2 separate regions of the Sus scrofa genome follow, and region 2 is linked to region 1. The links are chromatin contacts, called in public Hi-C maps. All regions are on one chromosome and are shown on one strand. The core of a region is the stretch at or near the end of the contact, and the rest is flanking DNA. Distances in the headings are between cores, read along the strand shown. Region 1 overlaps RAI1 (retinoic acid-induced protein 1). Region 2 holds the start of RAI1 (retinoic acid-induced protein 1).

Region 1 (2,677 bases), core at 115-2,614:
GGGGGCAAGGGCGCGGTGGGGACCGAGGCACCGGGGCCGGGGCGCGCGGGGCGGGAGCGGGGCGGCGGCTCCGCGGCGGGGGGGGCGGCTGCCCGCACCCTGGGGCTCCGGGCACACCTCTCCGCCCGCGCCGGGGCCGCGCGGGCCTTTGATTCTGCCCGTCGGCCTCCGTCCTCCGCGTCCTCGCCCTTCCCGAGGCGCGGGGAGGGGGTGCGGGCCGCCCGCCCCGCCCTGCGCGCCCCTCGCGGCCGCCGCCGCCGCCGCGTCCCCGACGCAGCCCGGGCCTCATTTATCATCATCTTTGGTCAAGTGGAGTGTGCAAGGAACAGCTGCTTCACTCGGCTGACTTCCGAGGGCGGCTACAGCGGGAATCGGGGAGATGAATGATGGGGGCGGGGGGGCGCAGCCCCCGGGGTCCCACCGCGGGCAGGAGGGAGGCGCGCAGCGTCCGGCGCCGCCTCCGCCTCGTGGCGAGAAGAGCGCCCCTTTCTCGCTCCCGGCGCCTCCGAGGGCGGGATCGCGGCTGGAGGAGCCCGAGGTCGCCGCGACCTTGCTGGGGTCAGCGGGTTGGGCGGCGGCGCCGCGGCGTCTTTGGTGGCGCGTTCCGGATTGGCGCAGCGGCCGGGAAACCGGGCGGGGGGGGCCCCAAATAGAAGGTGAAATTTTACCTGCCCCTGAGGGAGTCCTGCGGATTTTCTGCCGGCAGCGGCAGGCGCACTGCCTTTGTCTTACACGGCTGAGACATCTGTTGCGGGGGGGCGGCGGGGCCGCAAAACACCCCCGCACGCCCCGCGCCGCTCCCCATCCCCCGCTCGGCCGGCGCCCAGCTCCCGCGCCGCGTTCACCCCGCCGCCGGCGCTGCGCCCCCCGCCCCCGTCCCGCACCGCGCCCGGGGCGGCGGGGGCGGGCGGGGGTGGAAGGGTTCATGGCCCAGTCGCGGACCCTAATCGTCGGACCCGGGCCCGCTTGGTTTCGGTTGCCCTAAGTAGAGACTGAATGCGCAATGAACGGAGTCGGCGGGCCAACCCGAGAGCCGGCGGTACTCGCCCGGAGCCGCATTCCCCCCGCGGCTGACTCGGACCCGCGACTGCCCCCCGGCCCGGCCCCCTCCCTCTTTTCTCTCCCTTAATAATAAAATTATACCGAGCCGTTTGCGGTGTGGCAGGCGGCCAGCAAAGCGTTGCTTTAAACGCCGCCGTCTCACAATTAGGCAGCGAGAGGATTTGACACGCCGTGGCGGCCTGACAGGCGGCTTCCTCCCCTGGGCGGGGGCGCCGGGCCCGCGGCTCCCCCGGATGGAGCGGGGCTGGGCCGGGGTGTCCGAGGCGGCGACGACGGGAGGGGAGGCTCCGGGGGAGGCCGGGTGTCAGGAGCGAGGATCTGCCCCCGTTTTGGCCCCGAGCTCTGAGTGTATTTGCTGGTTGGCAGAGGGGCCTTCTGGGGCCCGGAGCTGTGGGGGCTTCGCAGTCCTGCTGCACCTCCCGGACAAGTCCTTGTCCCTGTCCGGGCTTCTCTTGACCGCCCGCCGAAGGAGGAGGAGGACGAGGTTTGACCCCCAAGACGGCCTGCAGACAGTGACTTCTGGCGGTTCCTGGCCCACAGCCGCCGGCCTGATTGGCCACGTCGAGGTGGGGGGGGGATGCGGTCACCCCGAAGACGAGAAACAAGTCAGAGACCCCACTCCAGCTCGGGCCACGGACCGGGGGCCCCGCAGAGTGGGGGGGAGTGGCCCTTGCCCAGGAGCAGGGACGCCAGGCAGCTAACGAGTGGGGGTGACTTTGCAGGACTGCCAGGGCTGGGCGCCCTGAGGACAGAGGGCATCGGACCGGTGGCAGCAGCAGCCGGGCCAGCAGAGGTGGGGGAGGGGCGGCGCCCCCGTCGGGTGGGCCCCCCTCCTCCGAGAGGGAGGGCCTCCTCTTTGCAGCCTGCCCAGACCACCTCCTCGCCGCACCTGCCGAGCCCCCAGTGGCTGCCGGCGTGTCTGTGGGCGCAGGAGCCGCGCTGCTCTTGCCGCTGTGTCGGCCGTTGCGCAGACTGGACTCGAAGGAGAAGCCGGTTTGATGCGTGAGCCGGGCTCAGGGACCGAAGGGCTGTGACCCAAGGCGCTGTGGGCCAGGGCAGACAGAGAGGCTTTGTCTTCTCTTCCTGGTTGGTTGGCTGCTGCGCTGCCCTGGCCTCCGGGCCTCTAAGCATCCCTCGGGCTGTGGTGAGGGTTAGGCTGCACACCCTTGCCCATCCTGGCCTTCCTTCCAGGCAGCTCCAAAAGGGCACCTCCTGGGGTGGTTTCTAGGCTTAGTGCCTAAGACCCAAGAGATGAAGCCCCTGCCTCCCCCAGGCAACATCCTGGTGAGGCAGCTCATTAGGCCATTAATTATGTAATTAGCACTGTGATGACTGCCACCAGGGAGCCCTGCAGGGACCCAGAGGCTTGGGGAGGGGTGGCAGAGTCTCCACCTTCGGTGCCTGGCGCGGAGGCTCTAAGGAGGGCTGTGAGTCCCTCTGGGCCTCAGGCCACCCAGCTCTAACCCGCACGTCTCTCGTCTCTGCTCCCCCTTTCTGCAGGGCTCATCCTCCCCGCCCCCCACAGCCTCGCTGCTCACCCAGGCCTCTTCTCCCAGAGGCCAGGGAAGGTTCTCGGGGCTCCTGCCCTCCCTCCTTCGCAGCAGGTGCCTGGCAA
Region 2 (2,677 bases), core at 50-2,549, 81 kb before region 1:
GCCACCGTGGCCACATGCCGCCTTACCTTAAGGGAAGGAGGCTGATGTCCAGGGGACCTCACGGCCAGCCCCAGGTCCCCTGAGAGCATCGATGCCTTGACACCCCTCCCCGACTCATAGGACCCAATGTGCCCTGAGGGTGGTGGGTGGGGTGGAGGGTCTTCTGCCTGAGCTGGCTGAGCGAGGCCTTGGAGGGGGACTGTCATGTGTCCGGAAGTTCACTCATTCATTCAACAATCCTCCCCTTAGGCTGAGCCAGGGGCACTAGAACTGCATCCAGATTCCTCCCGGGGCCCTGGGGTAGCCTTGAAAACCTTGGTCCTTTGCGTGGTGTGCCCACTGCCTGTCCTCTGGTTGCCAATAAGCTCTCTCCTGCCTCAGGGCCTTTGCACTTGCGCTTCCTTCTGCCAGGAATGCTGTTCCTGGCTCTGCCAGGAGGGTTCCTTCCTGCCAGTCCGTTCCCCGGGCCTCCTCCCCGCCCCACTCAGCTTGGTAGCCCCTATTCCTCCCTTCACCTGCTTCTTTTCTTCCTAGCACGCATCACTCCCTGGAATTATCTTCGTGATGTGTGCAAGCATTTGTATGCTGTCTGTCTCTTCCCGCCAGGATGCCAGCTCCGTGATGGCAGGGACCGCTTGTCTCTGCTGCGTCTGCGCCCAGCAAGGTGCCAGCAAGCGAGGAAATCTGTTCGCAGCCTCTTGAGTTTAGAGGTCGCAGTGCTTCCCAGACTGCAAAGCGGAGGGCACGGAGGGCCGCGGACCCGGCCGGAGGGCGGGAGCGCTGGACGGCCGGCCGGCCGGCCGGCCGGGGCAGGGCCGCCACCTCCGCCGGAGGTTCCAGCCCCGACCCCAGGCCGCCGAGACCTTGAGGCCTCCCCGGGGTCCCCCGCCGAGCCCCCTCCCCCCAGGCCCGCGGGCGAGCGCGCGCCGCCAGGGGGCGCTGTCGGGGCGCGAGGCCCACCTGGCGCCCGGGCGGCGAGCGAGCGCAGCCAGGCGGCCGGGAACTTTTCTCCCCGCGCTCTCGCCGCCTTCTCCCCCCGCGCGCCGCCCGCCGCCCGCTCTTCCTGCGCGGAGGGGACCGCATTTCCCCGCGGCCCTGCGACGCCAGCAGGCCCGGCGGTGCGCGGCCAGGGCTCGCTCCCCGCGCCCCGGGCGCCGCCCCCGCCCGCGGCTGCGCTCGGAAGGCGAGGTGCGGAGCGAGGCGCGGCCCGGGCGAGAGCGCGCCGAGCAGGCCGCCCTGCCCGCCGCCCGAGCGCGGGCGCGAGGAGGGGGCGCCGCGGCCCACCCTCCTTCCTGCCTGGCCGCGGGCCGGCCGGGCCGCCGCGCCCCGACCCCCATGGCCGCCCGGGCCTCCGGGCCGCGAAGTCACAGCTCCAGAGCCCGGGCCCCCGAGTGAGCGCGCGCCGAGGTGAGCACCCAGCGCCGGGGCGGGCGCGCGGGGGGCCGCGAGGAAGTCGCTTTGTGTGCGGGGGGCGCCAGGTTACCGGAGGGCCGTCCCGGGAGCTGCGGGTGGGGGCGCCCCGCGCCGCGGGCCGGGGCCGGTGCGTGGCGTGGGGCGCGAGGAGCGAGGGTCGGGCGTGCGGGGGCAGTGCGCGCACGGTGGCGCGGGGGGTCCGCCGAGCGCGGGGTGGGGACCGGGCATTCGCACGGCGCGGGGGCCGGAGGCGAGCTTTGTGAGTGCGTCGGGGGGGGGGCGGGGAGCCGACTTCTCCGGGGGGGACTCGGGGCCTGGCGGGGCCACGGCGTGGGAGCCCGCGCCTCGAGGGCCGTGCCGGGAGGTGCGGCGCGCGGGGCTCTCGGCCGGACCCCCAAATGGGCAGCGGCGCCCGCGGCCTGTGCGCAGGCCGCGCGACCCGGCAGGAAGAGGCCCCGGAGGCCGGGGAGCCCGGACGCGGCCAGGCCCCGGGCGCGCGGGCCTTTCAGGGGTGACGTCACGGTGGGGGCTCCGGCCACGCGAGTCCCGCGTCCCCGGACGGCGGCGCGCCGGCCGAGGGCATGACCCGCTCCCGGGAGGCAGGGGACCCGGGGGGGGGGAGGACGCGGGGGCCGGGCGCCGGGCGGCGGCGTCGAGCGGGGGCGACGGGGTGGCAGGACGCGGGGGTGACATTTGGAGACTTGGTCGCCAGGGCCCGCCGCGGAGGGGCGGAGGGGAAGCGAAACACCAGGCAGGCCCGAGGCCGCGGCGGCCCCAGCTTCCTGGGCGCCTGTTTTCCCAGCGAGCGGTTTCCCTTCTTGGGCTCTCGGTCCGCCCCCAATCCACGCCGGGGGCCGGGGCCGGGGCCGGAGCGCGGCCCGAGCCGTGCCCGCCTCCAGGGAGCCCCCGAGGCGCGGGCGCCGGGGTCTCTGCCCTGAACCGAGGCCGCCGAGTGTAACAATGCGCTCTTGGGGGGCTGGGGGAGGGGAGGCAGCGCCGGAACGGCGACCCGGGCCCCGAGCCGCCCGGGGCCTCGGCAGGCGCCGATGCGGACCCACGCGGGACCCGTGCCGTTCTCCGCATCCGCCCCCCCCCCCGCGCCCCGTCTGTCGCGCAACGCAGCGGCGTGGTGGGGATTCAAGGGCATTGCATCTGGTTGCAATCCAGTTTCATGCCGCTGCTGGGCTGTTAAGACCTCGCGCTGACGTCAGAGCAGGGGAATTACTTTTTATTTTATCTTCTCTCAGTCGTCTGCTGCCCTGGG

Evidence for each region. Hi-C and Micro-C count contacts between places; a contact is called where the count stands out from the background.
Region 2: a Hi-C map of liver shows a contact between it and region 1, with 1.9 times the contacts expected there. The contact joins the promoter of RAI1 here to the enhancer-like site in region 1. A contact is called at or near these places in 1 of 5 promoter capture datasets (liver), 5 of 47 Hi-C or Micro-C datasets (embryonic fibroblasts, heart right ventricle, liver and 1 more) and 1 of 2 datasets of contacts at active chromatin or transcription factors (skeletal muscle).

Annotation. Positions count from the first base shown.
Region 1 is chr12:60,772,663-60,775,339 of Sscrofa11.1, reverse strand. All of the region lies in intron 1 of RAI1 (retinoic acid-induced protein 1), which reads left to right. Among named protein-coding and RNA genes, the nearest start is that of SREBF1, 40 kb to the right of the region's middle. Within about 2 kb of position 1,364, at least 7 of the 83 cell types and tissues checked have an H3K27ac peak or open chromatin away from gene starts, as enhancers often do. A contact at or near this core is called in liver, where this site is marked.
Region 2 is chr12:60,853,332-60,856,008 of Sscrofa11.1, reverse strand. It overlaps RAI1 (retinoic acid-induced protein 1), which reads left to right and starts at 1,299. Exons shown (of 5, transcript XM_021068026.1): 1 at 1,299-1,407.